7 separate regions of the Mus musculus genome follow, and regions 1, 2, 3, 5, 6 and 7 are each linked to region 4. The links are chromatin contacts, called in public HiCAR-type, HiChIP or PLAC-seq and promoter capture Hi-C maps. All regions are on one chromosome and are shown on one strand. The core of a region is the stretch at or near the end of the contact, and the rest is flanking DNA. Distances in the headings are between cores, read along the strand shown. Region 1 holds the start of Dgki (diacylglycerol kinase, iota). Region 2 holds the start of Creb3l2 (cAMP responsive element binding protein 3-like 2). Region 3 holds the start of Akr1d1 (aldo-keto reductase family 1, member D1). Region 4 holds the start of Mtpn (myotrophin). Region 5 overlaps Creb3l2 (cAMP responsive element binding protein 3-like 2). Region 6 overlaps Dgki (diacylglycerol kinase, iota). Region 7 overlaps Dgki (diacylglycerol kinase, iota).

Region 1 (2,930 bases), core at 392-2,891, 1.8 Mb after region 4:
ATGACAGGGCCTCCAGTCCAGGCAATGCCTGTGGGGATTCCAGTGATTCACACACCTGCCCCCATAAACAGAGCACACCCTCGCAACCCACACACCTCTGTCATCTGCTTTTGCTTACATAACAGCACATGGTGTGACAGGCTTAATACTTTAGATGGTTTTTCTAGAAGAGAATGCTAACCCAAAAGGAGGAGGGCTCCAAAGATGCTTTCCTTGACCCGCCCCCCCCCCCTTTCCAAGTATCACTCTGAGACCCAGCAAGACTCTGCTTATGGCCTCAACTTTTAAAAATCACCAGTGAGGGTGGTCTCGGCGCCGTCTCTCGTGCCTGGGAATGGGAGAGCAGTGTAAGGAACCTATGAAATCTTCCCTTTGGTTTGGATCCTCACACAATTGGGGCTTCATAAAGCGTAATTGGGTGGACGTTCACCGTACACTGTCCTAGTGTCAAAGACACATCCAGCCTCAGGTGCCAGTGTGATCTCTTCTCACCAGCACTGGGACGGGGGGTGGGGGTGGGGTGGGGGCAGGGGGTTGGGGGGAGGTAAGCCTGGGAGTAGGCTGTCCACACTGAGAGAGGGAGAGAACACACAGGCATGTAACACCAACACCCACTGACATACTTACATACCTACAAGAAGAGACCCATAGCTCACTAGTCTTTAACAGACAAGAACGTCCCATAAGGATTTCTGTTCTGTATGGCTTATTCTTTGCTGCCTGTCAGAACAGATCTCAGCGATCCGGTTAGTGCCCAAGGCTCACCCAGTGAACTCGGCAAGGATGGGGGAGTGTGGAGATGACACTAGCCTAGGGACAACTTTGGCAACTCTTCTAACTGGGCATGTCTGGGTTTGCACCCCATACACTCACAGATGTGGTTTTGATCTTGTTCTGACCTTAGTGTTCTCTTCTGTTACAAGTGCACCCCTCCCTGGGTGTTACAGGGAGAAGAAGCTGGGGCACCCCACTTCTTCTCTTCAACCCAGAATTAGAGGATGAGAACAACATATCCCCAGGAGAGAGAGACAGATAGACAGACATACATAGAAGCAAAACCACGGAGGTACGAAGGTTGAAGAGAGAGAGAGAGAGAGAGAGAGAGAGAGAGAGAGAGAGAGAGAGAGAGAGAGAGACTGAACCCCAACTCTACAGAAGTGCCTCTCTGGAGCTAGAGCAAGTGTCCCCCGCCCTGGGCGGCACCTGTCTCGCTAGCTCCCGCGCCTACCTGTAAGAGACCTGCTTCCGGAAAGTTAAGTCCCTCAGCTTCTCCTCCAGCGCCTCTTCCTTCTCTTTCTGTCCGGCGGCCGCGGGCTCCTCCAAGGCAGCAGCAGCCGCTGCCCCTGCACCCCGCGGGTCCGCGCCGCCCTCGGCGCCCAGGCAGCAGCTCCCGGCGCCGCTTCCGCTGCTGCTGCTGCCACCCGTCGCCCCTCTCTCCTCTCCCGCCGAGGAGCTGGGGTTCATGGCGACCGCTCCGGCGGCCGCGAAAGAAGCCGAGGTGGTGCCGCTGCAGAGGCCGGTCGGGCTGAGGGCGCTGGAGGCGGCGGGAGCGCGGGCAGGTCCGCGCGCCGCTGGCAGGGGCAGCAAATGGCAGCCCCTTCCCGCAGCATCCATCCGCGGCTGCACCGCACCGGGGCATTGTGGGAAACTCCGTGCCTCCACTCCCCCTCCCCAACCAATCAGAGGCCACCTCTCTCCGCCTCCCCTCGGCCTCGCCCGACCAGCCGGCTCCCTCCAATTCTCCCACCCCTTCTCCTTTTTCTAAATCCAGAGCAAAAGCCGGGACTGAACTTGAACTCTGCCTGCAGGCAATGGATCGCAGTGGAGGAGAGAGGGAAAGGGTGGGAGCCGCGGGGCTTAGGACGCTGGGGACAAACACTGGTCATCAAGAAAGGAGAGTGCCCAGGGAAACTTGGAGGCAAGCCGGGTTGCCGCGCCCTGGTTAGCGCACAAGGGAAGCGGACCCGGACCCAGGAGCTACTCAGCACTGATGAGCTGCTGGGCACATCTCAGTCCAGTCCACTGATGACAGATGCCCGAGGCAGCATTTTGTCCGTCACCTTCTTGCAGCATCAGAGCTGGCGCCAAGCAGTAACCTCCAGACGTGGGGGACCTTTGGAGGCCGGGGTGGTGGGGTGTATCTGGAGGAACCTTGGGAGGAATTTTTTAACCATGTGAATTATGGAAGGGGCTAGATTTAAGCTCCCGCTTCTTCTTCTCAAGGAGAGGGTCGGTCGGGACATCTTCACCCATGAACGCCCGCGCCTAGATCCTTGCTTGGTGCCTTCTAAAAGCTTAAAGATGCTCCCTAAACAGCTGTTAATTAGATTGAATCGGATCACAGGATCCTCGGTGAAGCAGAAGGCTGAGAGCAGAAGTGGGGACCCGAGCGCCTCGTGCTGTGGGTTCCTATGCTAAGGGTTCACAAGAAGAGGACAGGAGGAGCTAGCCCAGGAAGGGGCTTCTACCGGTTCAGACACCAAGGCTGAAACCTAATGCGCTGGAGGAATGTAATGTCTGCTCTCTCAGTTTTTTGTTTCTAAGACTATTGAAATCTGTGCGGTTTGAACGATGGGCAACGAAGTGTTTAAGACAGATCATTTTCTAAATTAGATGTTTTTCACCCAGGAAATCTCTGCTGTCAGGAAACGCGAGAAAGATCTATGCTCAACAGTAAGTGCAAGTAACCAAACTACCTATGTAGATGTATGTGCTAGTAAAGATGGCCTTCTTTTGCCCTAAAATTAGGAGGTTGAGCAAAGGAATCTCAAGCCTCGCCCAGCTCTCACGGTGTGCAGTTCCCCTCACATGTACATTATATAAGACAGGGCAGGGACTTTTTCAGGGAGAAAGGGAAAAAGACTACCTGTTGGGGATCAGCACTACACACACACACACACACACACACACACACACACACACATACACAC
Region 2 (3,351 bases), core at 585-3,084, 1.9 Mb after region 4:
GAAAGAAGGCCTGATGCTGTGGCCTTGTGGCTGCTGCGTAAGACATTTTACTGAGAGCTGCTGCCGGAAAAACAAGGGGAGCGCTGTCTCTCCGTTCGTGGCAAGCTGCAGCTCACATCAGTGCAAACATCTGGAGCCCCCAAAGTTAAAAAAAACAAAACAAAACACAAACCCCAGCTATGGTGTGAAAGGCTCAGGGTCTTTCCAAAGCATAGGAAGCAACCTAGGCTCCCAACCCGAAGATTTCATCGGGATAGACAGAGGGCGAAGGCCAGATGACCAGGATCACACTCAACATCTGGCTTTTGCCCCAGAGTGAAGCACCACTCCCTCTAAACCCTACACATGGCTTCTTTTTTTAACCAGACCTTCTCAGCTACCACAAATGCTTTGGTGGGAAGCAGCAGGAGGCCCCATCCCTTTTCCCAAAATACAGTCAGCCAGTGGCAAAGGCCAAAGAGGTGGAGCCTGCAGGCCGTTTTGCAAAAGTTTCAAATATCCTGGTACTGACCCCATTAACAGCACTAAGACAGAAATGCAGCCAAGCCTGTCCTTACCTCAGTCCCTCAGCAGTCCCTCAGTGCCCCCCACCCCCACCCCTCCCTCTCAACTTCTAAGAGTTCTGAACAAAGCCACATTACCAGCACTGGCTATCACAAACAAGATTTTCTCTTGCAAAAAGCTGAAAGTGACATCTTTAAATGATTCACGCTTCTGACAGTTGAGTCTCCAAAGAGGTCTCTGCGGGGAAGGAACTGGTGAGCTGTCCTACCTCTCCCCCAGAGCCTCTCTGAAACATGCAGTTGCCTCAGATTTTCCCCTGAAAAAGGGAGGAAGCAGTTCGAGGCTGTGCAGATGAAGCAGCCAAGTGAGGCGGCCGCCTTCCCGTGCGGTGAAGGAAGGCTTTTAACACGAACATTTTAAAGCTATAAACAAGAAAGTAAAGAAACTGGATGGGATGGGGACAAAAAACATATGGGATGACTATACTACATTAGCTTGTCCAAATTTTGGATGTGTGTGTATTGTGTGTGTTTTTTTACAAACCTTACCATTTTAAAAAAAAAATCAATATAACTGGGCGGAGGTATTATTCTCAAAACACGTCGCTTCCCAGCATTGCTGTACCGTTAGCAATAGGAAATGGAGCTACCGACAGGAAAACACTATAAACTGCTTTGGAATACAAAGGGTCACTTATTCGGAAGAAAGTTTAAAGGCTCCAGCTGTGCACCTTAATGTGTTCATAGAAGAAAACTCCCATCCCCAGACCTCTTAATATAGTCATGCCCTTCCCCAAACGCTGCCTCCCAGGACCCAGCTGGTGACAAAACCCGCTTTTCTCCTCACCCCCGACTCCCTTTGCCCGGACCACGGGTCCTCACCGTGTGGTACATGAGGGCCTCAGTCTCTCCGGGCTCTGACAGCTCGCTCAGCTTGCGGTCCCACTGCAGGACGCTCTGCTCCCCGCTCTCCAGCACCTCCATGGCGGTGGGCGCCGCGCAGGGCCGAGGATGCTGAGGCAGGAGGGGACCGCGCAGAGCCGCCGCGGGCCGGTGAGACGCTTCTCCCCGTGTACTTGGCGTGTGCGCGCGTGGAACTTATGCACTGGAGCAGGAACTCGGGAGAGCCCTGCCGAAGGCTACGCGACCCTTGTCCTCGGAAATCTGTGACTCCCCGGGGAGGACAAGCCTGCTGGGATCGGGCGGAAGGTGCAGGGGTTAAATCGGGCTGTGCATCCAAAAGGAAGGCAAAAAGGCAGCGCTCATCCCAAGAAAGTCCTCGCGCAACAAGCCCACTCCCCACTAGGGCTCCAGACAAACTTTGAGACTCCCTTGGGCTCTTGAGCTCTGCCCCTGGATCCAGAGGCGACCCCACCTCCTTCCAGGCCAGTGACCAATCGAACGCCCGTCTTGCCATCTATACCGTATCAAAAGTCCCTTTCTCATCCATGTCCCTCCCCCAGAGGGAGAGTCGCGCGAAGTCTCCGCCTAGTCCTCGGAATGTGGGCGGAGAGGGTCTTTTACGTCACTGGGGAACGCCTCCTGCCGGAGCGTCGCAATGGACCAATAGGGTGCTAGGGTCTAGAAATGATCGACTGAAACATAGATCAATGAGCTAGGGAGACCTGGAGGAGCCAACCAATCAAATAGCGACAAGAATACATTTTTATAAGAGAGGGCGTGCGCGCCCAGTGTCCTCCCTAAGAGTCTCCGCTTAAAGGAGGTTTGTTTCGCGAGTTTATTTCCTCAGAGAAACCAAGCGGATTGAAGCGCTGTCTACATTTCAAATTAGTTTAGGTCGCGTGAGTCTGTCTGGATTTAAAAGAATGCACCACATATATGAAAATGCGCACGTGAGCAGAAATCTGAATTATCACAGTTCTAGCACACATTCATTGCTAGCTTTTTATGTAGTTTTATGGCCTTTATTAAACAGACATTAGCCAATCTTGCCACACGTTTCCAAGTCCTAAATCAGAGGGCTAATTTTTTTTTTTAAATTCATAGGATTTTGTTGTTTTGTTTTTGAGACAAGGTTACCTGTAGCCCAGGCTGTCCTCAACTGCACTGTGCAGCTAAGGCTGAGCTTGAACTCCTGATCCCTCTGCCTCACCTCCGGAGAGCTGGGAGGGACTGCACGGTTATGCCACTAGTGCCTGCTTCACAGATCTTTTATTCCCAATGGAGTACCAGGCAAAAAAATGAGAGGATGGCCAGGTGGGTACTATTCCAGATACTGGTCAAAGAGGTAACGGATACTCTCCTGAGTGTCGTGGATGAAGTGGGGCTTAGGGGAAAATAAGTGTTTTAATGGCTGCAAGATGCACCCCAAAGTGAGTGTTGGGAAAGAGATCTAAGCCTTTGACCCCCTTAGAGAAGAAAAGGCCTGCTCTATAGCATTTTCCCCCAATGTGATTTTTCTTCTTCCCTTTTGAGGTTTCCTTTTATGGAAACAGCCTTAGTTGGCTATAGTTTAACCATTTTACATACAGGGCTGTGGTTCCAGGTGGTTCTTACAAGGGGACAGTCAGGTATCAGGTCTACAGAGAGTTTTGTCTTCTTCAGAGCGTGGTTTTGCTGTGTGAAGACAGAAGTCTCAGAACTTTACACTGTCTTTAAGCAACTTTTATTTTTCATGTAAAATGAGTCTGCTTGTCTAGCCTAGGATCTTTTGAGACTATTTTAATATTTAAATACAGACCTTTCTTTTTATTCTTTCTATCTATCTATCTATCTATCTATCTATCTATCTACCTATCTTTCCATCCATCTATGTTTGAGACAGGGTTTCTCAGTATAGCCCTGGATATTCTGGAACTCACTCTGTAGACCTGGCTGGTCTCAAACT
Region 3 (3,039 bases), core at 343-2,842, 2.0 Mb after region 4:
CTGTAGGCAGTCAGTTCTCTGAACCCAGCAAGGCCATTTGGCCTCTTTATGATTTGCCTGTTTCTCTCTCAGGATGGGACTGTTGATTCTGTCCTGGAACTTTTCGGAGGTAGAGTCTAGTCAAGTAGGTCTGGTATTGTAGTTTGACCATCTTGCAGGAGTATGTTTCATGCTCCCACTGTGATAAACTATGCTGCCCAAAGTACAGGCCCAGAGTAATGAGTCAGCGACCTGGGCTCAAGATCTCTACACCAGTGAGACAAATAGTAAACACATTGTTTAAGAGTTGATTTATCTCTGAAATTTTGTTACAGAAAGGAAAGGGCTGACTCCATAGGTCCCTTAGTTACTTCGTAGCCACCCTAGGCATCTGATTAATTAATGCAATGTTAACTTTCATTTCTTTTTCTTTTTTGTTTCTGGTTTCTCTGTGTAGACCTGTCTGTCCTGGAACTCGCTCTATAAACCAGACTGGCTTTAAGAGATTCCCCGGCCTCTGCTTGCCAATGTGTCTACCACCACCAGTGGGCCACTTGTAATGCCAGAATGTTCAAACTCAAGTAAATATTATTTATCATGACTTCAAAGTAAGAGATCATTGGTTCTGGTCATTCAACTGTCAAAGGGAAACTGTACAATGATTGCTTTAAGTGAAAAGATAAAGTGTGACGTACGGATGTGTAGGAAACTGTAAGCTCTATGTGCAGTTTCAGACATCTGTTGTGGACCTTGGAAACATATCTCTCATAGATAAATAGACTACTATACTAGAAAATGGTGTTTGGGGAGTTATTTAGGCTCAACGAAGGCATGAGAGCTATGGCCTCATGATTCTTACCATTAGAGATCCAGCCCCATCACCTCACTCCCAATATGGGCTAATTTCTTTATCGTTTAAGGAAATTGAGGGTAAATCTCTTATTTGCCAACAAATCCCCCCCCCCCCCCGGACAGAAACCAGGTAGATTGCTTTTCTTGAACAAACTGTTTTCCTTTGCAGGACACTAAGCATAACCCTTCAACAGGTTTACTAGTTTCAGGCCTCTGAGGATGTTCCAAACAAAAAACAAGTAAACAAATAACAACAACAAAAAACACTGCCGTACTGGCTGGTTTGTGTGTCAACTTGACACAGGCTGGAGTTATCACAGAGAAAGGAGCTTCAGTTAAGGAAATGCCTCCATGAGATCCAGCTGTGGGACATTTTCTCAATTAGTGATCAAGGGGGAAAGGCCCCTTGTGGGTGGCACCATCTCTGGGCTGGTAGTCTTGGTTCTATAAGAGAGCAGGCTGAGCAAGCCAGGGGAAGCAAGGCAGTAAAGAACATCCCTCCATGGCCTCTGCATCAGCTCCTGCTTCCTGACCTGCTTGAGTTCCAGCCTTGACCTCCTTTGGTGATGAACAGCACAATGGAAGTGTAAGCTGAATAAACTCTTTTTTCCCTAACTTGCCTCTTGGTCATGATGTTTGTGCAGGAATAGAAACCCTGACTACGACAACTGCCTAGAGTTTTCAGAGAGATTGAGAAATCTGTTTGTCTATCATCTTTCCCCACCCTGCTCCTCCTCCTAGTGCTCAGTTCTTTTATGCAATAGGCACCTTTTCAAATAATGTGCCTCTGCCCTGTTCAGAATCACCCCAGAAGCTTCAGATTCTTCTCTACGATGAACCTCAGCGCTGCACACCACCAAATATCCCTAAGTGATGGGAACAACATTCCACTCATTGGGCTTGGAACCTACTCAGATCCTAGACCGGTATGTATATATTCGTGTGTGTGTGTGTGTGTGTGTGTGTGTGTGTGTGTTTGGTGGTGGTGGTGTATGTTGCCTAAACCGATTTTAAATCAGAAGTCAAATTCTATCTGGCCACATTTTTATGTGACCATCCACAGAGTACAGGCTTCAAAGAGTAAAAATAAAGTCACAACATTTTAAGTCTGTGAGTTTGTGGAGAGATGCATTCATAGTCACCTTTGTCCAGATGTGGTCTGTTGGCTACAGGCTAGACTCATCTGTAAGCATGAGTCTATAGAAGCTTCCAGTATGAAGAGAGTGTCTTGCTATGTAGGCATCCTTACCTGTGGAAGCAGAGAAGGTGGAGTTTGGTTCTAGAACTATGCCTAATATCTGAAAACAGTGAAAGGAGAGGAACCACCATCACCACACAGAAGAGTTTCTGCATGGTTGTTTCCCTGAGTTGCTTTGATCCTGTGGTAATGCTGACTCTCAAGGTGGTGAACATCGTGAAGCAACAAGGGTGTCTTTGTGTTGACTGGGAAGCAAACTCCAGTTGAGGGTGTCAGAGGAGCGGCACTGGGGTCTTTATGCTGCCCATGTGTGATCATGCATACTTCCACTCCTCATCAACTACAAATCCCTCATTCCTTACCTTACGCTCCAAGCCTTTATAGGTTAGCCTTTATAGGTTAGCTGACTTGTCTATCCAGCCCATTAGCCACTCTCCGTACATGCAGATCATGACCTAAGGCTGGGGAGAGGCACAGTGGGTGAAGTGTTTGCTTTACAAAGGTGAGGATCTGAATTCACATACCGCTTCCCCACCCCCCATCCCCCACCCCCACTCCCCCGGCACTCACATAAAAAGCCAGGCATGGTGGCTTGTGCCTCTGACTCTAGCTCTATGTAGGGAATGACAGGCAGATTCCATTTCCTCATTGGCCAGCCAGTCTAGTCAAGACCTAGAACTCCAGATTCTCCTGTTCTTCCATAGAGTCCCCAAGCTTCACCTACTGTTTGACTGTGGATGTCTGCATCTGTCTGAGCTAGCTGCTGGGTGGAGCCTCTCAGAAGACAGCCGTGCTAGATTCCTGTCTGCAAGCATAATAGAGCATCATTAATAGTGGCAGGGATTGGTGCTTGACCATGAGATGGGTCTCAAGTTGGGCTGGCTATTTTTTAAAGATAGGGTCTTACACTGATCCTAGAGCTCACTAGCTGCTACAGTGGCCGACCAATGAGCTCCAAGGATGCTTGTCTCTGCTCCTCAAGCCAGCACTGTGGATACAGACTCACCCCT
Region 4 (3,161 bases), core at 541-3,040:
CAGCTATGCAGGACAATCACCCAATTTCCACTTTGGATGAATGGTTCAGTCATGAAGTTGTAAGTTAACATATTGACAACAGAAACAATTTCATGCATGTTATTTTTGTAACTGTAAATTCTTTATTAATGTTTTGTATTTTAAATCCCCTATGTTTGAGCAGGGGCTGGAAAAACAAGAGCCACTCACTTTGAGACAATCGTGTGTTGTTCCACTACTGGTTGATGTATTTTTCTATAACTCTACATTGAAGAGACGGTAGTTCAGGTTTCTATTTGTTACTAGCTAAGGTAGTCAGAAGGTAGCTTGCCTTAAACATCCATTACAATCAACTAAGCAGATCAAATACATGTGAAAAGTCTAAATTATAAGGCATCAAGTGGAGAAAAAACTATCATCCTTGTACAATCCTGTAGTTAAAAACAAACAAACTAACCAACCAATCAACCTGCTTCTGCCTGTTTCCTAAAACAAGTCCTGTGAGGCAGGATGCCACCGCTCACACCTTTTAAGATTTAAAATCTTGACCGCAGGCTCACACTTTTTGAAGAGGACCAAGATGTTCACAGTTGTCACAAAATTCTACTTTCGGAAAATAATAATAATAATAATAATAATAATAATAAAACTATAGAAGTTCTCCTTACAATTACAAAAGGAGCAATTTAAGACCCAAAGGCAGGCCAGGTCAGAACTTTCCAAGTACCTCCAAGTATGGTTTTGAATTTGGGTTTCTTAACCATATCCCAAACATAGCGTGATCAGACTGCAGTACTATTTACTACACACGCGCGCGGACTTCAGATGAAATAATGGAGTACCCCAAGTTAAAAGGCTTTTTGAAAACTACTCCGATTTCCCAACACCCCAGATGCCAAATGGCAACCTTACCACTCGAAGCAAACGATACACACACATACACATATTATGTGGTGGTGGTGGAGAGGAAAAAGGCCACACCCAAGTTAAAGACTTTCAGAGCGAAGTGACACCAAGTTTCAGAAATTTAACTATGGCTATTTTGGGGCAGCTCATTTCACGGGTGACGGATCCTCTGAATCCTCCCCATCTCCACCAGGCCGCACGTTCAGGAAATCGTTCCCGATTCGAACTGCTCGGGTTTCCTTCTCAGGAACCCGGTGCGAGGCCAAGATGGAGAAATGCCTCATTCAAAGATTGCAGTACCCGGGGTATTAGAGGGCCGGCCCGTGCCGATCGAGGGAGACAACCAGGCGCCCGTTACCTGCGGGGCTGGGACAGGCCACAGCCGCCTTAGCAACAACACAGCGGTTACCTGGCACCGAGGAGCCACCCAGATCCAGGCCCTGCGGCGTCCACGAGTCTCCCAAGCTGGCCCAGCTCCCGGTGTCCCCCACGCCCTGGGCTTCACGACCACCCACCCCGCCGCAGCGCAGCATCAGCGCCGCGCATCCCCGCTCACCTTAGCCACATAGTCCTTCACCTCATCCAAGTCTCCGTTTTTCAGGGCCCACATGAACTCCTTGTCGCACATGACTGCAGCGGGGTGGGCCGGCGGGCCGGGCAGGAGCGGCGATTAGGCCCGACGAGGGGACACGAGAAAGCGACGCGCCTCAGGCCGCTGAGCGGGCGAGACTGCGGGTCGCGGCTACGGTTCGGGCGGGAGAAAGTTCTTCTGCAGCCGTTGGGCCCAGCAGAGCAGGTTCCGCCTAGCTGAGGAGAAGCAGGACGCTTACACTTCCGGTTCACGCCCCGCTAGGGCCCGCCTCCCACTTCCTCTTCCTCTTCCTCTCTCCAGAAAGCTCTGCTCGGGACCCCGCCCCGACTGCTTACCTCAGGAGAGCCACTTTTGCGCAGGCGCATTATCCTGGCCGGCCAAGGCAGAGTAGAGGCGTGGTTCCAATGGGCGGGGCCGTGAGGCTGAGTAGAATGTTCCTGGAGGTCAGGAAAATCAGGGGCTGAACCTGGGGAGGTGTTGGATGGGAGTAGGACACTCCAGTTCCACGACAGAGGGGAACGTTAGTTTCCAGGGCTCACTTTCTAATAATTCTAAAAATAACTAATAATAATAATAATAATAATAATAATAATAATAATAATAATAATGTGTTTAGATTCTCTCTCTCTTACTATCCCACTTTAAACTAGTAAAAGAGGAAAAACAAAAAACCAACCCACTCTCAAAACATTTTTATTGAGACTTTCATCTATGCATATAGTATGTTTTGAACAAATTCATTCCTGAATCCCTTCTCCACTTCACCACTACTTTTCCTTCACAACTTTATGTGACCTCTCTTCTTAAAACAAAACCAAAAACAAAAAACCAAAAACCAAATTTTCATTTACGTGTATGATAGTTTTGACAGAATATATACATTTATGTGAACCAATGTGTGCGAGTGCCCGAAGAGGCAAGAGGAAGCATAAAATCTGAGAGAGCTAGAGATACAGACAGCGGTGAGCCTTCATATGGGCCATGCTGGGAACCAAGCCGGGCTCCTCTGCGAGAGCAGCCAGTGCTCTTAACCTCTGAGCCATCTCTGCAGCAGTGCTCGGGTCTTGTGTTGAGCTCTCTGAACCCACTTAGCGCTTCCTGTTGAGTGCATACGTGTGGGACCTACTGGTTTGTTTTACCTTTAGGCATCAAACTCTATTCCTATTCTCATACATCAGTGGCTGGGTGGGGCTCTCTCCCTTGGTCTTTTCTCCTCTCTCTCCCACTACCACTCTTGGCCTTTCTTCTCCCTTTCCTCAACCATGCAGTTTCTTTGGGACATCCACCAGAAGGAAATAAAAAGGAAAGAATAAAACTTTTTTTTTCTCAGAAGGAAATCTTCAACACGTAGTTGAGACAACGGTGTCAGTAGGTTTATTTCTTTTTAATTGCATACGTACGTGCTTGTGTACAGATGCACTGATGTGGGCATGAGTGTGCATACGTGTAAACTCAGAGGACAACTTGTGGGAGAGTACTCTTATGTAGGTCCTAGTGACTGAATTTAGGTCACCATCGGGCTTTGTCACAAGCATCTTTCCTGGTTGAGCCATCTTGCCAACTCAACAACGTGAATTATGTACATTTACTTTCTATGGTGGAAAATACTTAAGTGTGTGATGGCAATTAAAAACTAGGAGCTTTTCCTGACCAACAAATGACCGCTAACAAACATGCGTAGCAT
Region 5 (3,276 bases), core at 224-2,723, 1.9 Mb after region 4:
CAGATAAACAGAGCGAGGGACAGGAAAGGCAAAATGGGAAGAAATTATCCTCGTGACCAGAAATCAGGCTGCTTGCTCATCCATCTCTAACTCCAAGAACGCCTACCTAGCTCCTGTCCCTGTTGACCCAATGTTTATTCACTAGTCCGTGGATTTGCACAATGGGATTCCTCCTCTGGCCCTAGCTATCCCATACGTCTGGGACTAAAATCATGCACTTTCCATACACCAGAGAGAAATCCACCCCACACAGGTAGGAATACATGCCTTGTAGACGATACCCTCCAAAACACTGTGGCTGCCAAGTCCTTGTTGTGAAAGAGGTCACTCTGAGAGTAGAAAAACCCCTAGTTCAAGGCTGCTAGAAGCAGAAACAAGGGAAGAAGGTGGAAGGCAGGCCCAAGAACAAGGAGGAGGAGTGCAAAGGCACAGAGGGACCAAGAGAGAAAGGAAAGAGCAGTGGCCATGTGGAAGAGGTGGGCAGGGATGGTGGCAAATTCCTCTTGCATGCCTCAAGGACTATGGAGTGAGTGTCCTGGGGTCAGGAGTGCCTCAGCCCTCAGCCAGGCCCAGTCTCTGCATCTACACTCTTCAAGTACACTCTTGTTTGCCAGGTTTTGAAGGGCTTTTAAGTGACTTAAAGGGAACTTAACAATTCGAGGTCAAATAAAATTCAAAATGGGTGTAGAAAAGAATTAGCAATACCAAGAACAAGGAAAGAAGTTAAAAGAAGCAAGGGGCTGGAAAATACTCCCGTCTGAACCGCAATCAACTCAGAAACGTCCACTGACGCTCCAAATCAGAGAGCCTGCAACAGCCCGCCAGCCAAGGTCAGTGTACCGGACCAGAGGGGAAATGGTGTCTTTACTCAGGGACCTGTGAGTGAGTACAGGGCCAGAGCCCACCACTGATGGTCAGAAAGGTCACTTTCAACCTGTTAGAATCCCAAGAACGTGTTAAGAGGCCTTTAATTAGCAACACGATGTAACATGGCTGCTTTTTTTTTTTAACATTCATGAGAGGTGCCAATACACAGTCTATATCTAATATCCTAGAGAGCATTCCAGAGGTTTCCAGTCCAATTCAAGTCTCGGAGTACTTTGAAAGCCACTGGCTTATAGTCTCAGAGTACTTTGAGAGCCACTGGCTTATAGTCACCCGAGTACTCTAACACCCCTGTGCATCAGTGGCTTAGGCTGCTCTTGCAGGGAAAACACACCAGGTTTCTGGCCGGTTACAGCACTATTTCCAACCAACAAAACTGCTTACTGTCAAAGCAGGATTCCCATCCACCACATAGGAGAGCTTTACAAATGCCTGTTCCAAGTCCACTCCCCTGCAGCCAACATCTGGCCCTGGTTACTCTGACTCCATGGCCTTTCTTTCTTCTCCCATTCACCTCTTGGGTGCCTCTTCGTTGCAACTGTAGCTGTGAGCCCTCTTAGCCTGCACTCCTCAGGGGCAGGGCTGAGCCTTACAAGGAACGGTTTTTGCGATCATTCCAGAGGGCCGGATTCCAGGCCCTGCACTCAGAGGCAGCCCCTTAATTATTGTTGGCCAGCCGCTTTTCCTGAGAAAGCATAATCACGCCTTTTGATTCCTACACACAACACCGCCTGTTTCCCTGTTCCCCACATCTCCAGTTCCACCCATGTTCCAGCCACAGTTAACAGGTCAGAACAAGCACCCACCCAGAAGTATCCAAAGGACCACTGAGGATTTCGTCCCCGTCCTCTGAAGGAAGCAGTCCCTCCATCTGTTGGGTGAAGGGACTGTGATCAGCTCCCAGCTCGTCTCTAGACCAATGACTGCGTAAGCCTGGTCAAATGGGACTCTGATGTCACAACAGACACTGCTGCTTGGCCATGGGGTATCCACCTTTCTCATCCAGGTTTCATCCTGGGTAGAAAGACGCTCAGCTATAATGAAAGCCTTCTTTCTGGCCACTCTTTTGGGAGAGGTGGTCAAAGAAAGGCAAGTGGGCTTCTGATGAAGGTAGAGGAATCCTTGGCTTCTCAATCCAGGCTTTCCTGATTCACCTTTCCACTTCCTTCCATCAGTGTAAGCATAGGTTGCAAAGGACGCAGCTGACTTTGCAGTCATAAAAACAAAGGTCTCTGTGATAAAGATGGAAGAATAAATGCATAGGAAAATTCCAGGCCCGTGAACACTGGCCAGTAACTACAAGAGCCCTGGAGGACTTAGAAGGAGCACTCTTGGTTCATGGCATAAGTAGGTTCTTAACCTGTTTAAATTGCTGGGCTTTCAAGATGGTCACCAATGTGCTTGTGATTTTTATAGTTTTTAAATTGTGACGGGTGTGGGGGTTTTTTGGTTTGTTTGTTTGTTTTATTTTTCTAAAAGCAAATTGGCTGGGGTGAGTTTCTTAAGTGAGCAGTAAAAGAGAAAAGTCTCTCAATCAGGGGATTTCTCTATCAGTTGGCAAAGACCATTTCATGAAAGACCAAAGACATCAGAAAGCCTCCTGTTGGAGGCTGCTTGGGTACCTGCTTAAAACATGTCAGCTGTGTAGCCAAGGGCTCACTCTCTCACGGTCAACGCCAAGAACCACAGTGACATTTTCGTGAAAATAAAAAGCGTAACTTCCGAGGGAGATGGAAATTTAGACACAGGCTTCTAGAAGCTTCTTCCTGAAGCTTCACTGAATGTGTCAGGAGACACTGTAGGAAAGGGCCCATCCATAGGGAGGCGTCTCCGTGACTTTCTGTTGTATGATGGGGTTAACGGGTCCAGATGAAAGGAAAGAGAGATACCATCTTACAGCCCAGGTCTCAGGAGGCTCTCTGAGGAGGAGAACAACTCAACTTCCATGGACACGTATTTATTATTTTTGACAGGATGTAACCCTGACTGACCTCAAAACTGTGATGACCCGGTTATCCCTTCCTCCTAAGTGTTTAGATTACAGGCATGTACTACCACTTGAGGCTATTTTTATGACCTTCTTCAGAAAGTTCAAGACTGGATGCAGCCCAGAGGAACTCCATGTGACTTCCTTGTCCTCACTCCTGTTCCTCAGTGCCATGGTAGAACAGCTCTGCTGGGAAGCTGGGGGTAGGGAAGGAGTGTCATAAAATGGAGGGGTTATGAGCTTTGTGAAGCTGTGGGTTGTAGTCCCACATGGGTCACTCAACCACGATTATGGTCCCCCTCCTCCACTCTTCTCATGCTAACAGATTCCTCTAAATAGCAAGGAAAGCTATTTGCATAAGGTAAACATGAAGTTGGTAATCTCAGTGTCGAGTAATGGACAGT
Region 6 (3,147 bases), core at 585-3,084, 1.5 Mb after region 4:
AATATTAAAATGTATAATTCAGATTCCCTTTTAATTGGTTAAACCTGTATCTTTACTATGACATCCGTAACAATTATATATAAGTTCTAGTATTTTATGCTCTGAGTCCCTGACTTTTATGTGAACTAGCAAGAAGAATTGTCATGAAGCCAAAGTGCCCATGACGTCATCTAAAAGCTTTAGTTCAATACTTGAACAACCAGAAAAGCACATAGAAAGTGCAAGGAAGAAAATAAAATGATTACCCCATATTTCTTTCCATGGCTTAGAATGCAAGGTAAATGCTAAACTGAAAAGAGGCAATGTTTCCAGATCATTGTCAGGTTTATGTTCCAAACTGAATTGTACCCTTTTATTAATAGAAATGCATGTTGAGACCTTCAACATTTCAAAAGTCATTTTTTAGAGTATACTTCTTACTGATCAGAAAGATTTCCTGCTAAGTTGAAGCGAAAACATTGTCCCATTAAAATAGATGACAGGGGTAGACTGCCTTAATTTCTGTCTCTTGTGGAAGAAAGGACCCCACACTGAAGCCCCTCGGACTGAATCTTGATGCTTCAGAGGCTGCAGCAGCCCTTAGAAGCAATTCCAACAAGCTACAGAGCAGGGAGAAACTCAGGATACATACCAATGCCAAAATCATGTCTAACTCTCTTGGCTTTGTATTTGAGAATGTCCAGTCCCTGCGCTTAAACAAAACCCCAGCCCCTGAAAGGATAGCATGGTGTTTGTGCCAAAAGCACAGAAACATTCTACCATTTATATTATTTTGGCTACAATTCTAACCCATGTCTTAGCAGCCACTGATAGCTAAAGAAAACATCTGGACACAATTCCCTAAGTAATATTCCAATTTAGACTGTTTTTAAGGTATTCACATTTTCCAGGAAAATGTGCCCCAATTTTCTACATATCCCCAAACTCCATCCCCAAAGCCCTTTAATTATCTGGATTGACGTTCTCTGGCTGCATCAAGAAGTCTTTCCATTTCTCAAGCTTTTGGGAAAAGAGTTAAATTGTAGGCCTCGCCAGTCCACATTTAGCAGAATGGCCTGAAATTTTCCATGTCAGTAGAACAGCCCCCCCTCCTTCTAATTTGGTGGTATTCTATTCAATCTTGATCAGTCACAAGAACAGTTAAAAGTTTCCCATACGTTTAAACAACGTTCAATTGTGAACTCAAATTGAAGTGAGCAATTCTGATGTGTAATAGAAGATTTATTAATTTCAGTATTGGCCTTTAGGTTAAAAAACAAACAAACAAACACTGGATATAAAGAGAGATGTTTAAGCCAAATAAGACATCTAAGTGTCTAACATAATTGCTCAGGACTGCAGTAAGCAACGAAGTTGTGCTCAGTGGATGGATCCAAACTAGCAAGGATGTTATTGGAAGTGCAGGTGCAGGGACCTTATCCCTACATTAACTTACTCTGACTCTCTGGAGAGAGACTCATCATGTTCATTCTAACAAGCAGAGCAAAGGAGTCTTAAGCCTACAAAATTATGGGCATGGTGTCATGGAAGAAAGGCAAGACGTGACAGGGAAGGGATGCCTGCTCAGTGGTATAATCAAGTTAACCAGAGACCAGGGTCACAACTTAGGCTCAGATGCTGAGGAGAAGCTGCACGGTAGTTTATTTACAACAATGGCCTTGATTTGGGCTGGGCAATTTTCACCCTAAAGACTCAGTCACCAAAAGAAAACACCAAGACAGACTACTTATTTAGGCAAGTCCCAAGTCTATGAGGCAGCTGGCTTAGATGATACCAGCTACACAGAAGAGATATTTGATGTCAGGCCAGCAATTGCTAAGGTTTTCCTCCTTCTGAAAGGCCATTTGCCTAATGCTTGGGAACATACACAAACTCCACCTTCCCATAGACTGTCTGCATCTAGCTCAAGAGATTAACAGATGTTTATATGCTTTCCCAGTGTGGAGCTGAAGACAGAGAACAGGTCCCATAGCTCTGGAACAAGTAAAATATCTGAGTCCTGAAGGCTCTGTAGGGAGCATTCAGAGAGGGAGCTGGTGACAGTATGCTCAGCCCTAGGAGCCAGAGACCCAGAGCTATCCTGTTATCTTCTAGAAGGCAGGGCCCATGAGTGGTATCCTGAAATGTATGTCTCACGGCTCAAGCAGATGCCCAGGGCTCCATCAGTGGAAGGAGTCTCCCCCACCTTAAGTTTATTTCTATTTTTATTGATTTGCATGCATATATGTGTGTATGTGCACATATAAGCCAGGGTCTACAGAAATCAAAAGAGGGGGGCAGATTCCCTAGAGCTGGAGTACCAGATAACTGTGAAGCAGCCAATATGAGTGCCAGGAACTGAACTCCTGTCCTCTGCAGGAGCAGTGAGCACTCTTAACAGCTAAGACACCACTCCGGTCCCCAAAGGAAGAGCTGTCTAACCTTACACACGCCATCTTCAAGTTCTTCGGGCGGCAGGTCTGGGTTTCTCTCTACGTGGAGGTTCCAGCGATCCAACTGTACAATGGTCCCATCTTCCACCTGGCACAGGATCTTAGAAACAGGCTCATCGGTGTAACCCTACGGACAGAATCAGAGCACAGACCCTTGCTGTCTGGGTCAGAAAGCCCTGCAGTGGGTGCCCCAACAAGGCAGGACGTGGTCAGTCATAGTCCCACTGCTTTTAAGCCATCAAAGCTGGAAGAGTGAATGACTTTCCCCTCTACGTGCTTTAAGATAATGTTTCAAGGAAGGCACTAGTTTTGCCTGACCTGAGCTGAGGAACTCCTTGCAGTCAGCAAGAGCCAGTGAGGGTCATGCTGGATAACTATGCTTACTGGAGTGAACAGCAAGATTCCCAAGCCTCTTGCTGGAGGAATTTGGGAGCACCCATAAGTGTGTGGGCAGGGGTAAAAGGGAGGGACCAATAGCTGATCTTGTGTTAGGATACCACCCATCTGTGGCCTGAGGCAAGTCAGCCTGAGAAGCAGGGACGAGGAGAACAGCCCTCTACTGAAGGAGTGTTTGTGACAGCATGGTTATTCTAGGTAGTCAAATACTGGATTTGGGTAGTACATTTATTTTTATACCAGCCACTTAAAAAGAGAAAAAGGTAAGGCAAAATATAACAAGAATAACAAAAGATAAGTTAACTCGGTTAAGGGCCAA
Region 7 (3,244 bases), core at 186-2,685, 1.5 Mb after region 4:
AGGCATTCTGGTTAGATATGAGACGTTCACTTAAGTTCTTACATTTAATGTGAGTTATAAAATTAGCATTTCATCTTTTAAAAAGCAAAAGAGATCACATTATGCAGAAATATAAAACCTTGGCCCTGGGAATCTCTCTGTACCCCGCCCCAGACTGACCAACCCTGTCCTTTGCCTTCCTCATCCAGAAATGTAAAAGAACTTACACATTTTAATTTCAATTAACAGAGAGATCAGTGTGCTTTCTTCAAAGTTGAGGAGCCTGAATTGCAAATGAGGGTCCCACTTCCTCCATGTGAATCACGCTTTGAACTGTCTTGGAAAGTTTTAAATTACTTAGAAACAGACTCAACATGAAAGGCCCTTCCCGGCCATAATAACAAAAAATTGTGGCAGAAACAAATACAAGTTACAATGCCTGATTATGGGCTCTGTGAAACCCAAGAAGGCAATCAGGATACCGGCTACCCAGTGAGCGAGCATCTTAATTAGCAGGAAAGCATCCAACCAAAGGAGTCAATTGAAGACTTCTCTTTGAAGTTTGCAATTACAAGATAAACATTCTAAAAGACATAGCCCCCTCTCCATTCCAGTAATTCAATTTAAAAATCTCCTCTCAAGAATAAGTCTGAGCTTCCTCTTCTTTGGGTGTTCTTAAATTATAAACAATGAACGAAAATATTTATGAGTTTATTGCATAACCTTAAAAACAGGTAGCCTTTAATGATTTTAGACATGTCAACTTCTTAGAAAAAAAAAAGATAATTTGCTGAAAAAAAAACCAACTTAAGCTAGTAGTTAAGGTTTTAAATTATAGGGAAGCTATTTTAAGTATACATTTAAAAAGAGTAATTTTAAGTACTTATACCATCCTGTTTAGACAGTCATCTTAAGATCATGCTTATAATTTTACATAATTTACCTTCTTGGAAATACAATCAATAGAATAGCCTCAATGAATTGAAAACTGAAGGACTAAACATAAAAATTCTTTCATACCAAATTAAAAACAGCAATACTTTACCATTGGACAGAGTGAGATGAATATGAATATTTAAAAGTACTTTGCAGGGTTATTTAGAGAGCACATAGTGTTCACAAATACACAGCTTTTAACCGTATACTTAAACAGCTAAGCAGAGTTAACTCGGATTTTCTAAGGCAGGATTTTTCTGCCCCGGAAGCAAATGCAGTCACTAGGATTGGAGATTCTATCACACATCTGACACTATCTCACGTGACTTTGTAGTGTTCATGTTGTGCAAAGAGGAAATTACAGTTGTCAAGACTTTCACGTTCTGTTCCCTCCTCACCAAATCCCATCCATTAATTTTCTCCCCTCCTCACCCCAACTAGCCACAGGCTGGCAAAGAGGGGACAACAGACCCTCCAATGCCATCTCTCTAACCTATGGAGATCCCCTGACTTCCAGTCACACAATTTTCAGTTGTCTACTTTTAAGCACATGCTGACTTCTTATGCAGATTTCAGAGCTCAGCTCTTGCACAATGCTCTTACAGTTTTGACCTTCTTCGATGGATCCATCCTTTGACCAATTGTCTGCAGCAACCTGCTAGGATTCTTTAATTCTCTTCTAAGGTTCACAATGGGTCATGATATCCAAACATGTCTGCAACTAACCCGGCCCTTTCATATTCCTTCATCATCTAATGTGAACATCCACCTGGATACCAATGCCAATTTGATGATTTTTTTAACAAGACCCAGGGTTAGAGATTCAGGTCACATGAAATTGGAGTCCAGGCACAAGCCTCATCATGCCCAACCCTCTTGCAACATCATCCCCATGGACAGCTTGAAGAGGCTGCTTCTGCCTCACCTCTCTCCAAGACTGTAGTTTTACTTGTAGAGTCACTTAAGCCACTACTTGTAGCTCTTCAAGGACATGTGCTCTCAGGCTGCTTGCTCTGATAGGCCACTACACTCTAGAGACTCCTGCCTCCCAACAGGCACCCTTGGTTTTGGTATTCCTCTCTAGTGTCTCCCAGCTCTCTCCTGAAATTTATTGTTTTATTCTTGGTTTTTCCTCCACGTTGGCTCTGTGAGTGCCTCAAAGACAGGGCTTTTGTTTGCTCATTCCTCAACCAGTTCTACATAGTAGCCTGTCATTTACGGGCACACCACTGGTGAGTTCACTATTTATAACTGACACTGATTGGAAACAGACACATCTGAAGTATTACTTTGGCTTTACAAAACTTGCTACCAATTAGAGGTGACCATTATTGTCCACTTCCTAACTGCTTCATGGCCTTTTACGGTCCAACTCCAGAAAAATTATACAATGGCACACTCATATCTATCTGTGTGTGGGGGGGGGGGGAGTCAGAGAGAGAGAGAGAAAACACACCTTCATGAGTGTGCGACTGCACATGGAGGCCAGATCTAGATACTGGGTGTCTTCTTTTCTCACTCCCTACCTTGTTTTTTGAAACAGAGGCTTTCACTAAACCTAGAGTTCACCCATTTGTACCAAACAGCTTATACAAGGCTCCCAGTATCTGTTTCCTTTGCACCAGAATTACAGACACATGTTAGCACAAACATGTCACATAGGTACTGGGGACCTGAACTGTGGTCCTTTTCCCTTCTGAATCATCTCTCCATGCCCCCACTGTCCTTGACTCATCACAAAATCACAAACCCAACCAGACCCAAGGAGAAGACCACAGACCCAAATTCATGATGGGTACATGTCTGAAAGTACAAGGCTTTGTACTTTGTACTTTCTATCTAAGGTTGCCAATGAGCCAACATGTTAACTTGAAAATAAATAATGAAAATAAAAATCAGCCACCCTGCAAAAGTGTGTGACTAAGTGACCAAATAGAAGGTAAAAGGGAATCTCTCCTTGAAACATCCCAGTTGATAGACATAGGCCAAAACGAGTGGTGCTGACATTCTGCAAGACTCAATTATTGTTGGCTCCACTCAGTGAGCAGCAGCATCCATTAACATTACAGAAGAGGTTGGACCACATACTATCCAATCCTTTCTCGAAGAAAATGATGGCCAAGAAAGTAGATTTGGGATCCTGCTTCCTCTTTCCTCTGTTTCTTGTGTATAGCTAAAAAATTTGGTCAGCCAGCTTCCTGTTTCCTCTGACATGCTGCGCCATCTGTGCCATAACTGACTCCATCACTCAGGAGCCATTACCCAAAATAAACTCTTTCTGTTAAACACCAGTACACCTTTGTTACCTCTAGTCATTTTTCCCTATACA

The links. Promoter capture Hi-C pulls out the DNA fragments that hold promoters and counts their contacts. HiCAR-type assays count read pairs that join an accessible place to other places. HiChIP or PLAC-seq counts read pairs in DNA pulled down with a chosen protein or histone mark.
Region 1: a promoter capture Hi-C map of hippocampal neurons shows a contact between it and region 4, with 2.9 times the contacts expected there. The contact joins the promoter of Dgki here to the promoter of Mtpn in region 4. A contact is called at or near these places in 4 of 39 promoter capture datasets (the 3T3-L1 cell line, embryonic stem cells, hippocampal neurons and 1 more).
Region 2: a HiCAR-type map of astrocytes shows a contact between it and region 4, with 5 times the contacts expected there. The contact joins the promoter of Creb3l2 here to the promoter of Mtpn in region 4. A contact is called at or near these places in 6 of 39 promoter capture datasets (the 3T3-L1 cell line, cranial neural crest, embryonic stem cells and 2 more), 3 of 484 Hi-C or Micro-C datasets (the AML12 cell line, CD4 T cells and CD8 T cells), 2 of 115 datasets of contacts at active chromatin or transcription factors (astrocytes and stem cell-derived neural progenitor cells) and 2 of 9 other capture datasets (adipose tissue and liver).
Region 3: a contact with region 4 is called in a promoter capture Hi-C map of liver, with 2.5 times the contacts expected there. The contact joins the promoter of Akr1d1 here to the promoter of Mtpn in region 4. A contact is called at or near these places in 3 of 39 promoter capture datasets (hippocampal neurons and liver).
Region 5: a promoter capture Hi-C map of liver shows a contact between it and region 4, with 2.9 times the contacts expected there. The contact joins the enhancer-like site here to the promoter of Mtpn in region 4. A contact is called at or near these places in 3 of 39 promoter capture datasets (cranial neural crest and liver) and 2 of 115 datasets of contacts at active chromatin or transcription factors (embryonic forebrain and stem cell-derived neural progenitor cells).
Region 6: an H3K4me3 HiChIP or PLAC-seq map of embryonic forebrain shows a contact between it and region 4, with 11 times the contacts expected there. The contact joins the enhancer-like site here to the promoter of Mtpn in region 4. A contact is called at or near these places in 9 of 39 promoter capture datasets (the 3T3-L1 cell line, cranial neural crest, frontonasal cranial neural crest and 4 more) and 4 of 115 datasets of contacts at active chromatin or transcription factors (embryonic forebrain, embryonic hindbrain, forebrain and 1 more).
Region 7: a promoter capture Hi-C map of stem cell-derived epiblast-like cells shows a contact between it and region 4, with 5 times the contacts expected there. The contact joins the enhancer-like site here to the promoter of Mtpn in region 4. A contact is called at or near these places in 5 of 39 promoter capture datasets (cranial neural crest, frontonasal cranial neural crest, hippocampal neurons and 2 more) and 4 of 115 datasets of contacts at active chromatin or transcription factors (astrocytes, embryonic stem cells and stem cell-derived neural progenitor cells).

The regions. Positions count from the first base shown.
Region 1 is chr6:37,298,335-37,301,264 of GRCm38.p6, forward strand. Dgki (diacylglycerol kinase, iota) reads right to left here and starts at 1,642. Exons shown (of 34, transcript NM_001081206.2): 1 at 1,229-1,642. The coding sequence starts at 1,614.
Region 2 is chr6:37,440,314-37,443,664 of GRCm38.p6, forward strand. Creb3l2 (cAMP responsive element binding protein 3-like 2) reads right to left here and starts at 1,835. Exons shown (of 12, transcript NM_178661.4): 1 at 1,386-1,835. The coding sequence starts at 1,487. It overlaps Gm33318 (predicted gene, 33318), which reads left to right and starts at 2,197. Exons shown (of 3, transcript NR_166917.1): 1 at 2,197-2,720.
Region 3 is chr6:37,528,581-37,531,619 of GRCm38.p6, forward strand. It overlaps Akr1d1 (aldo-keto reductase family 1, member D1), which reads left to right and starts at 1,593. Exons shown (of 9, transcript NM_145364.2): 1 at 1,593-1,757. The coding sequence starts at 1,665. Gm33429 (a long non-coding RNA gene) reads right to left here and starts at 2,823. Exons shown (of 4, transcript XR_868980.3): 1 at 2,600-2,823; 2 at 1,974-2,490.
Region 4 is chr6:35,538,098-35,541,258 of GRCm38.p6, forward strand. Mtpn (myotrophin) reads right to left here and starts at 1,791. Exons shown (of 4, transcript NM_008098.4): 1 at 1,442-1,791. The coding sequence starts at 1,513.
Region 5 is chr6:37,423,073-37,426,348 of GRCm38.p6, forward strand. The region is part of intron 1 of Creb3l2 (cAMP responsive element binding protein 3-like 2); the gene reads right to left. Among named protein-coding and RNA genes, the nearest start is that of Gm33275, 6.7 kb to the left of the region's middle. Within about 2 kb of position 1,474, at least 53 of the 459 cell types and tissues checked have an H3K27ac peak or open chromatin away from gene starts, as enhancers often do.
Region 6 is chr6:37,030,442-37,033,588 of GRCm38.p6, forward strand. It overlaps Dgki (diacylglycerol kinase, iota), which reads right to left. Exons shown (of 34, transcript NM_001081206.2): 14 at 2,422-2,559. Among named protein-coding and RNA genes, the nearest start is that of Gm52857, 130 kb to the left of the region's middle. Within about 2 kb of position 1,835, at least 8 of the 459 cell types and tissues checked have an H3K27ac peak or open chromatin away from gene starts, as enhancers often do.
Region 7 is chr6:37,007,371-37,010,614 of GRCm38.p6, forward strand. All of the region lies in intron 19 of Dgki (diacylglycerol kinase, iota), which reads right to left. Among named protein-coding and RNA genes, the nearest start is that of Gm52857, 110 kb to the left of the region's middle. Within about 2 kb of position 1,436, at least 2 of the 459 cell types and tissues checked have an H3K27ac peak or open chromatin away from gene starts, as enhancers often do.